2 separate regions of the Mus musculus genome follow, and region 1 is linked to region 2. The links are chromatin contacts, called in public HiChIP or PLAC-seq maps. All regions are on one chromosome and are shown on one strand. The core of a region is the stretch at or near the end of the contact, and the rest is flanking DNA. Distances in the headings are between cores, read along the strand shown.

What was found. HiChIP or PLAC-seq counts read pairs in DNA pulled down with a chosen protein or histone mark.
Region 1: a contact with region 2 is called in a FOXA1 HiChIP or PLAC-seq map of pancreatic cancer cells. The contact joins the promoter of 4732416N19Rik here to the enhancer-like site in region 2. A contact is called at or near these places in 6 of 39 promoter capture datasets (the 3T3-L1 cell line, the C10 cell line, hematopoietic stem and progenitor cells and 3 more) and 8 of 115 datasets of contacts at active chromatin or transcription factors (embryonic stem cells, large pre-B cells, pancreatic cancer cells and 1 more).

What each region holds. Positions count from the first base shown.
Region 1 is chr6:148,209,813-148,215,142 of GRCm38.p6, reverse strand. It overlaps 4732416N19Rik (RIKEN cDNA 4732416N19 gene), which reads right to left and starts at 2,855. Exons shown (of 2, transcript NR_015615.1): 1 at 2,713-2,855. Ergic2 (ERGIC and golgi 2) reads left to right here and starts at 2,769. Exons shown (of 14, transcript NM_026168.4): 1 at 2,769-3,173.
Region 2 is chr6:147,060,980-147,066,092 of GRCm38.p6, reverse strand. It overlaps Mrps35 (mitochondrial ribosomal protein S35), which reads right to left. Exons shown (of 8, transcript NM_145573.2): 7 at 4,601-4,670. Among named protein-coding and RNA genes, the nearest start is that of Mrps35, 21 kb to the right of the region's middle. Within about 2 kb of position 1,517, at least 31 of the 459 cell types and tissues checked have an H3K27ac peak or open chromatin away from gene starts, as enhancers often do. A contact at or near this core is called in pancreatic cancer cells, where this site is marked.

The DNA of each region.
Region 1 (5,330 bases), core at 1,606-4,105, 1.1 Mb before region 2:
TCTTGGGGGCAGGTCATTTCAAGATCTCAAATTTCCTTTTAAACAACACTCCAAGAAATGTATTGAAACAAATCTGGGCGTTGATTCGTGTCTAAAAACAGCAACAGTGAGAACAGGCAAAGCTGAATGAACCTGGTCGCCATCTAGTGCTAAAACACGGAAGTGACAACCAGCTCAGAGAAAACCATCCCCCTCAGGACAAACAGGCTCAGTATCTGACCCCTGGGAGCACATGTGTCATACCAGCTTGTACCAAGAGCATTTAGGGAACCCTGAGCTTGTCTAGTACTCAAAGTACTCGACCAGAAACTGTCCAGGCAGTAACCTGCATGGGCAAAGTCCCAGTGAGCTGCTGAGATCATTGTTTAAAGGAAATTTGATGAGTTTAAGGAAAATACAGAAAGATTTCAATATCTTATCAGAGAATCTCAAAAAGCTGAAAGGAACTAAACAATTCCCAAGATTAAAAATAAAGTTGGGAACTACTGAAATATCATGGACCTACATATTCATATAAATAAGAAAACTCAGATTTTCAAGCTCCAAGTAGGTACATGGAAAAAATGGCAGAAGCCCATAAATGACAATGTTGAAAACGTGTTCAGAGCAAAGTGTGGTGGCTCACACCTGTGGGGTCACATTTATGCTCCTTCATCTCAGGTCCTTCCACATGTTTGCTATATAGCAAGATATCCTTTCACCTGTGTCTGCTTCAGGAAAACATCCTTTCATCTATGTCTGCTTTAGCAAGACATCCTTTCACCTGAGTGCCCCAGCAAAACATCATTTGACATAACTAACTTTCCAAAGAAACTATAAGTTTCTACTTCACACACCTGTAATCCCTTGGGAAGCTGAGGCAGAAGATCTGCCCAAGTTCATGATCAGCCTGGGATATAGGTAAAGTCTGTCTGGGCAAATAAAAACTAGTTAATACAAAATATGAATAGAGAATTAGTAGTCACCTCTAGCTGAAGCCTGTGATAAAGAGGCTCTATGTACAGCTGAGAAGCTGGGCAACAGTTTCAGGACAAACAACACTGAGATTGGCAGCTAGGGAGAAGAAACAAACACAGAAGACTGTGATCCAATCAAATTTGAGGCTGGTGGTGATGTTCATATATAAAGAAGAATAGATTTGGGTTAGGAATAAGACATGCCGGGCGGTGGTGGCACACGCCTTTAATCCTAGCACTTGGGAGGCAGAGGCAGGCGGATTTCTGAGTTCGAGGCCAGCCTGGTCTACAGAGTGAGTTTCAGGACAGACAGGGGTACACAGAGAAACCCTGTCTCGAAAAAACAAAACAAACAACAAAAAAAGAATAAGACACAAAAGCCACTTGAGGTACATGTGAACCTTAGAGAGTAATATTAGTTTCTCTTTTGTTATTAACTAGCTAAAGCTTGTCCCCAATCTACGGAGAATTAAAAGGATGTCATAAAAATATAGTTTGAGCATTTTAACCCTACTCCTAAACCTCTCTTCAATAAATGAAACATAATGGGATGGAGTCTCTAAAAAGCAGACTGTTTCCCATATATTATGCCACCAATAATATGAAAATTAACCTATAAAGTCAGGCAGGTCTTCCTGGCAATGTAGTTCAGTGGTACAGCTTCACTTGTATCAGGCTCCAAATCTGATGCCAAGCACCAGACAAAACAACAAAACGAAGCAAAGAAAGAGAAGCATTAAAGAAAACCAGAGAAGCTAAATGATTGATTCATTGGTTAAGAAGTTTCACTCTTCGGGAAAAATTAACTTTTATGCTTGTTAGCTTTTAAAATTGTTTTTCTAAAAATAGCAGGGTCAAATTATTTAGTTTTGCTATGTTGTGAAACCCAACTCTCAGGGGGATCGTTATTACTCTAAAGGAAACGTGCCCTGGAGACAAAGGATCAGGTGTAACTAAATGAACAACAGTCCTGCCTTTATCCAAGCTACAGCCTATACACTGTAGACCTGGGTATGGAGACGACAGGGAGGAGCTGCCGATAGATTACAAGTGAGGTAAGTTTGCATTTTAGACATGTATCAACACATTATTATGCCCATTTGACAGATGAGGGGATAGAGATACAAAGAAATGCAATATGCTCAAAGTCACGATATTAACAAGTTAGATTGGATATTTAATTTAGGTAATCTTGGCTTGAGGCTGTGTTTATTATCCACGAACCTTAAGTCAAATAGGAATTTATGATTAATTGGAGTAGTCTTGAAAGTCTGGAGATTAAATTGCCACCAGAGTGCATGCATTTGTCCTTGGTTTGAAGGATGAGGGTCTCTTTTCAGTAAAGGAGTATACACACAGTCAATCTGTAGTCAAGATCTCCCAGCCTGTTTCTCTTTGACAGCTCTTAACTACTCTTTACCTCCCTCTTAAAACTCAAACCCTTACCTACTAACCAAGTAAATAGTGGTATTTCTTGGCAATAGTATTGTGAAGATTAGAGAAAACAGTGCTTTCTGTGTAGACATTCGTCATAAGTACGCTTTCCTTAAAACTGTTTTTAAACCACAACGCGTGCCTGTAAAATTTGGTAGCAAATGGGTAGGACGGGAGCTTGAGTGGGTTCCTCTCCAGCATTTCGGAGCCAACTTTTTTTCCAAAGCCCCTCTATTCCGTCCTGTGCTGTGAAGGGCCATGAGCACACACTGTCGGGCTTTCTTGCGTAGCTTACTTTTAGGGAATCCTTAAGCACACTGACCGAATAATCGAAACCGTTCTCCACGCCCGACAAGGGAGGTTTAGGTGTTGTAGACCGGAATAAATGAAGACGCAAAGCCGGAGGCCTCTCAACCACCTGAGCTGCAGTGTGGCCGGCGCCTTAAGGTGGCTGGTGATCACTTCCGGTCTGTAGTGCGGAGCGCCGTTCCAGTCGGTTTGTCTCGGGGTCAGGCGGAAGGTAACTTCCCCTTCCTGGAAAGGGACCGGCCTCCTATTTTCACTTAGTTTCCACGTAGCCACGCCCCTTTCAGGTTGACCGCGCCGCTTGATTAGATCACATACCGTCAACGCGGAAAGTATCGCGAGTTCTCCATTTGCGCTCCCTTCGGACATGGTCAGCCGTGAGAGTTGCTCTTGTTCTCGCGAGATCTTCGTGTGCGCCGGGCTCGGGCGACCCGGGCTTCTGTGAAACATGGCGGTCGGCTGGGACCGTACCACTAGGTAAGACGCTAAAACCCTGCCGGGGCCGTTTCCTTCGGCGGTTACGGGCGGACGGGGACCTGGGCGCGGCTGAGGGGGCTCCCAGGCCTGGCACTGGCCTGTACTCGTCGCGGCTCTGCGGAGCAGCTGGCCGCGGAGCCGCTCCGCTGCCCGGGGGCGTTCCTGCCGAGTGCCGCCGGCGTCCGCGCCCGCGGCCAGGGAGCTTCGGTGATCGGCCGCGCCCTTCGTTGTCTCGTCCAGGCTGTCGTGGACAGCAGCGACCCTGCCAGCACCGTGGTCACTCTCGCCGTAAATTAAAAGCCGGGCCTAGAGAGGGGCCGGGGCGGGCGCAGACGCCGAGGCAGGTGGTGTGTGTGTGTCCCGTTTGTCAGCTGTTGACCCATCCAGGGGATGACGGCTCAGCTCCTGATACGGGACCGCCGTGGGTATCGTAGACGAGATCTCGGAGATCTACGGGCAAACGTGTCATTAACTTTAGGCGTGCAATTCGGTGCCCTAGGCTATAGGCAAGTAACAGCTGTTTCGGTGTTTCGAGATAGGCTTTCGTTCGGAAGCAATTAAAGATAGTTAAATTAGGCATTCTTCATTGGTTTGAAGTTGTAATTCCGAATTTCACTTCTCCAACCTCCAGTGTACGTCCGTACCTAAAGAAACGAGTGTGCTGCTGCCTTGCGGAAGGTCTCTTTGCCTACCTTTCTTATTAGTTAACCTTAAGTTACTATTCCAGCTTGTAGAGGAAGATCCTGAGAAATAGAAATTCCATGCTTTTGTAGTGAGGGTCCTGGGAAGCAGCTTTCTTTCAGATAGTAAACTTGACTGCTTTGCTGAGTATTACACCTGATTTCACTTCGGAGGTACACATTAAAGAAACATGGCAAGTTAGAGGACTTCTGAAAGGAAGTCACTGTAGTCTAGAACATGAACAACAAAGATTTACAAAACAGCATTTATTTTCACCAGGGTTTGCCATTTAAATAATTCATTTTTAAACAGAAGTTGGTTTTAGACTGTGTGTGCTACAAATTCTTTTTAATAGTTTTCCTAGATTTTAATTTGGTGTTTTAATGACAGCTTGTCTTTTGACTTTTGTGCCCTAGTTTCCTCACCAATAAAATGAGAATCTTATAGTAATACTTACCTCAAAAAGCCAGAGAAGTGCTTCAGTAGAGACTGAAGAAGATTTGTTTTTTTCGAGACAGGGTTTCTCTGTATAGCCCTGGCTGTCCTGGAACGTACTTTGTAGACCAGGCTGGCCTCAAACTCAGAAATCCGCCTGCCTCTGCCTCCCAAGTGCTGGGATTGAAGACATGCGCCACCACTGCCCAACTAACACCCCACTTCTATTTTGATTAATAACTGGCAGCCCATATGTCCTACCCTTTTAGATAATAATCTGGAAGGAATTCTGAGAAGTTGAAGACCCTCAGATTTGTCATAACAGCTAGTAAGAAGTCCCCAGCAAGAGAGTTTGCTGATTGGTTTGTGTTTTTCCGGTCACAAAGCTTGTACAGTATATTACTTGCTGTCCCAGGAACTTTTTTTTTTTTAAATCATTAAGAAAGTTATAAGATTAGACCATTTACTGTAAACTGGGAGGCTTAAAATAGTGGAAGGGCCCTGTTTTCTCAGAAGGCCTGGGACATGGTGCTTCTTTGGTGTTCTGGCTTCTGAGCAACCCAGGACAACAGGTCACTCTACTCTCTCTGTATAGCATCTCCCTTGTATATTGGGTCTTCACACAGACTTGAAAGGACATCCATCAGTCTTTAATTTGGGATCGTCCTAATCCACTATGATTTCAACTAAGTACGTTTTCAAAGACTTTTTTTAAAAATATATTTTATAAATAGAAGGTGACTCAAAACATTTGTAATAGAAGATAAATTGTTGTTCTCTAACATCTACATGAGTGCAATGGTACAGGTGCCCCCTCCCCAATAAATTTCATTAAATAAGTTTCATTTCAAAATAAATCCTTTTTGTTTGTTTGTTTGCAGAAGTAATCAAACTCAATTTGAAAAGCAGGTGTGTGTGGTGTCCTCAGTTCTGTATCCTGTTTCTTACGTATCTTAAGCAGTTGTTCTAAGTATTGTCTTAGCTGCTATCACCATATCCTTGAGGTTTTACTTTTGTTTAAATATACAGGACAGTTATGGG
Region 2 (5,113 bases), core at 268-2,767:
GCCCTTTGGTCTTGCAAACTTTATATGCCACAGTACAGGGGAAACACCTGGCCAAGAAGTAGGAATGGGTGGGTAGGGGAGCGGGGGAGGGTGTGCGGGGGGGGGGGCGGGAGGGTATGGGGGGCTTTTGGGATAGCATTTGAAATGTAAATGAAGTAAATACCTAATAAAAAATTGGAGGAAAAAAATTAGGCGATTAGAATAAAAGGCAAGGGCCTGGGGAGGTGGCTCAGTAGCTAAGAATATTTGCAAGCATGAGAACTTGCGTTCAAATTTCCAGCACATGTAAAAACCAGACATGGCTACTTATAAGAAGCCTTAGCCCCAGTGTTGAGGGACAGCGGTGGATCCAAGAGCTCACCTCAGCCAGTCGGCCTGTCCAACCAGCAAGCTTCCTGTTCAGTCAAAAACCACGTTTCAAGGAAGCAAGCAAAAGAGAGTAATGTACACCAGACAATGTCCTCTGGCCTCTGTGTTCATGGGTGTACGTGCCTGTGTGTGCACACAGGTGCACATGAGCATCCAAGGATAGTAATCCAGAGGTGACCTCTCACACAGCTCCAGCAGCGTATAATTCATACACATCCTCACAGAAAAGAGAGTTACTAGAAAGAAAGGAAGAGAATCAGCTGTAATTCCACCAACACTGGAGAGATGGCTCAGGGTTAAGAGAGCTGCTGCTTCAGAGAACCCAAGTTCAACTCCCAGCCTAACATCATCCAGATCAAAATCACCCCAGGGGATCCAATTCTCTATGGGCACCTGCACTCATGTACAGACACACACACATGTACAGACTCATACATACATACACACAGACACACATACACAGACAGACACACCCACACACACCTCCTTCTTCCTGCCTGACCACAACATCAGAAGTATCAACTTTCCATTCCACGTGATCCTGTTCTCCTTCCCAGTTGGCTCCATCATCCACTTATTCATTCAATACATTTTATGACCCAGCTGCTGTGCCAGGCACCGTGCCCTCCTGGAGCCTCAGCCCAACAGGAGGCCTGATGCTGACCTGGCACCAGCGCAGAAGACTGGGATCCCAGTGGAGAATGGACTCATAAAGGTCCCAACGAGCAGAGCTTGGCAGTCAAGGGAGAGAGAGCAGGGCAGGGAGGACGGCCCAGCACGGACACAGCCAAAGGGCAACCGAGAGAGGACTCTCCACACCAGGCACTATTTTAAGTTCCGATACTATTAACTCACTGACCTCTCTCACACAGCCCTGTGAGTTACACCTATTATCTGTTTTACAGACCAGGAAACTCAAGCCCAGAGCAATTAAACAATTTGCCCCAAACCGCAATGGGCCTTGGTGGTGGAACAACATGTTCTAAGGAACACAGAGACCTGGTAAGAAGAATCACGGAGCAAAAGGATAACCTCGTATCCTTCTCCTTCGGAAGCACAGATTTAATACGAGAACATGGAGCTGGTTAATGTGAGGGTCAGCACACTGCAGGAACTGATGCAGGAACTGCGCTCTATACACAGATCTGCCACCTCCTACCACTCTCTGTATTTACAACTCTCTGTGACTAGGGCATGAATCACAGTAATATTCCACCATTTATGATTACAAGGACACCGTTGTCCTACATGAGGGAAAACAGTTTAATCATTAAAAAAAAAAAAAACCCAGGCTGGCAGGCTGGCTCAGGAGGAGAAGGCTCTTGCTCCCAAGCCAAGCCTGATGATCCGAGTTTGATCCCAGGGACCCATTTAGAAGGAAAAACCTGACTCCCACAGATGTCCTTTGATCCACAGGGCACTCAATATATGTGTGTCTCTTCTCCCAAATACACACAAAACAAACATGCAATTCATATAGATATAAAACAGTTTATTTGAAAAAATGTCTTAATAAAGTAACAATAACAACAAAACACCCTGCCAATTATTTCAACTGCCAAGACTAAATTTTAACTGCGTATGTCCAAGAGTTCAACTCAATTTGGACCAGTTTTAAAAGCAATTCACTGAGTGTTGTGTGCCAGATACTGTACAGATGTTGGGGTGACAGAGAGGAGTGAGGTACTGTCTTGTCCTTGCAGTGAGGCAGGTGTGTGCACAGGCACTTAGCATGAATGTAGCAATGTTACCTAAGGAAGGAAAGAGGATGGCAGGAAGCATTCGGGAGTGATGCCACTCACACACATCTGGAAGGCTGGTCAGCAGGGAAGGACGTGTGCAAAGCCATGATGCACGGGGAGTGCAGTGGCTTCACACGCTGCTAACGGGGGCACTGCCATAAAGGTTACACCACAGAGCCAGACTTGAGAAAGCCATGGGAAACCCAATGATGGGGGGGGGGGCGCGACCACCTTGTTTCAGGGGAAGGATAAAGAAAGATCTACAGGGGGCGGAGCAGCAGAAATAAGAGGGAAACAGCTCAATAATTTCATCAGAGCAGGAAGATTGGGTGATGTACTGGATTTAGGCAGAAGAGAACGGATTCAGTCTCAAGTGTTTTATTTTAGCCTCTGTCAAGTTAAATGTGTAGGCTGTACACAGGAATTTGCCATAAAAGTACTTGAAATTCTAAGAAAAAAAAATCTCACTGTAGTATTTTTAACAAAAATAATGGACCATTACTGAAAGCCCATTATTTGGTAGAAATTACAAAAAAAAAAAAAAAAATCTCTGTTCCACCCAAAATCTTAGAAAGCCTAATGTCTGCATATATGGCTTTTGAAGATTAAAACAATGACCCATGCAGAAAGTCACAGAGCCCAGGTGTGGTGGTTTGTATATCCTTGGCTCAGGGAGTGGCATTATTAGGAGGGGCAGCCTTGCTGGAGTAGGTGTGGGCTTTACAATTCTCATCCTAGCTGCCTAGAAGTTAGTTTTCTGCTAGCTGCCTTCAGAACAAGAGGTGGAACTCTCAGCTCCTCCAGCCCCATGTATGGCTGGACGCTGCCCTGCTCCCACCTTGATGATGATGGACTGAATCTCTGAACCTGTAAGCCAACTCCAATTTAATGTCATCCTTGTAAGAGCTGCCTTGGTCATGGTTTCTGTTCAGAGCAGTAAAACCCAAACTAAAACACCAGGCCAGCATGGCTGCACAGGCTGAAGGCTGATTCATAGCACAAGCTGAAACACTAACCCAGAGTTTAGCATGTCTGAAGACGCTAGCACATATTTGTCTCTTATTACTGTCAGCACTCAAAGAATGTTCTTGGAAGCACTGGCCTCCCGTCCAGCCGCGCTTTGTGGAATGACTGACACGGCTGCAGTTACTTGTTTTGACTACTACACAAAAACACCCTTACATGAAGGTCTAGGTAAACACTTTTCCAGAAGGAAACTCCGTAGAAATGCTAAAAAGCCAAGGGACATTCACGTGTGAGCACTAAGTGTTCAGAGACCAGGCTACTGAGAATAAAGCAGGCGATGGGGAAGGGCTCTAATTGCTGGTCAAACACCAGGCGGCAACACCAGTTTCAAGTTTAAACTCCAAGTTGGTGAAGGAAAAAAAGAACTCAATTCAATAAAGCCCAGTGCTGTCGTAGCAAAGCTCATGTTCCTGCAGAGCTCCTCGGCTCCTCTCATCTCACAGCGTCCCCACGGGTGGGGCTTTAATGTGGGAATTCCTTAATTACAGCTGTTTAAGACAGTTACACGAGGCTACTTACTCTGGTATCAAGGTAATTAGTATGAAAGATGGAAGACTTTTTCATGAATCCAGAATACCGGCTTGTCACGTCACAGAACCACAGAAAGGCTCTGGTGAGCAAACTCTCACTCGGTGTATTTGTGCCTGTCTCTTCCTTTGGGGGTATTCCCTTTCCAGGCAGCTGGCAAATAAGAGACTCTGAACTGGCTGGATTTTACTGCTTGTTATTAACTCTTTTGAACAGTAGCTATGCTCAAGCGTGTTCTTGGCTCACAGCCAACGACAATTCTCAATCAATTGACAGGAAAGAGATTAATTGCTGCCAATTAATCCAAACAAACCAGGATACAAACAAACACGGAGGATTCATGGCAGTGAGGATCTTGAAAAGAAAACGAGTGGACACTGTGCTTTGCCATTTACTAACCTTGAAATAAAGCTTTACTTTACTTTCACCTGCCAGCCACGTATTAAACCTGATCACTGTTAGTAACAGTGAAAATGCCAGTCTGGAAACAGCTGCATGTGTTTCCCCATCAGGCCCTGGGGCTGCCGCAATACACAGGTGCATGTGTTTACCCATCAGTCCCTGGGGCTGCCGCAATACAAAGCTGCATGTGTTTACCCATCAGTCCCTGGGACTGCCGCAATACACAGGGAGATGCTTCGTCCCTGGGCCTCACGTGGTCCAACACAGAACCACACCCACTGAGGAGCCAGCCTCCTAGGCATGACTCCATTCGGAAGCACTCGTCCTGTGAGCATCAGGATGGCTTCTCACCATTGCTTCCACTGCTGTACCTAAGAGTGGGGCACGGTGCACAGGCCTCTAATGCCAGCACTCGGGACACTGTCCTATTGTCCTGGGATAGGACAAATGAACTACCTCACTGCCTTCACACATTTCATACACACTTCCAGTACATCACACACATCCTGGCCACACACCACATACATACTTACCCAAGATTCGTGGTACAGGACTGTGAGAAGATACACTGCATAGTCACAGTTCTGCCGCTTCAAAGGGCATCTATAAGGAGAAGAGCAGAAGGCAACGTCTCAGCATACAGATAATTCACGAGACGTTCTAAAGGTCACTGCAGCATTCTCTGTTCTGTGCTACACAGGATAGTCGGGGCTTGGTGCTTCACCTAGGAGGCACAGGAAGCTTGATCTCTCTGAGCTTGAGGCCATCCTGGTCTACATAGTGAGTTCCAGGCTAGGCAGGACAACATAATATGACCCTGTCTTGATGAGAAAGAAAGGGGGGAGGGGCAGAGAGATAGAAAGTGAGAATATTCAAGATATTAAATACTGCTATTATTTCTATCTTTGCTCTAATCGTTAATGAGTTTATTTGTGTACTACCCTTTAAGCTACTTTAAACATGACGATGTCCAAACTTTTCTTTACCATCTCAGTGCTTAGTTAGAGTCAAGTGAATGGCACAAACTCGATAATGAGTCCCTTTAA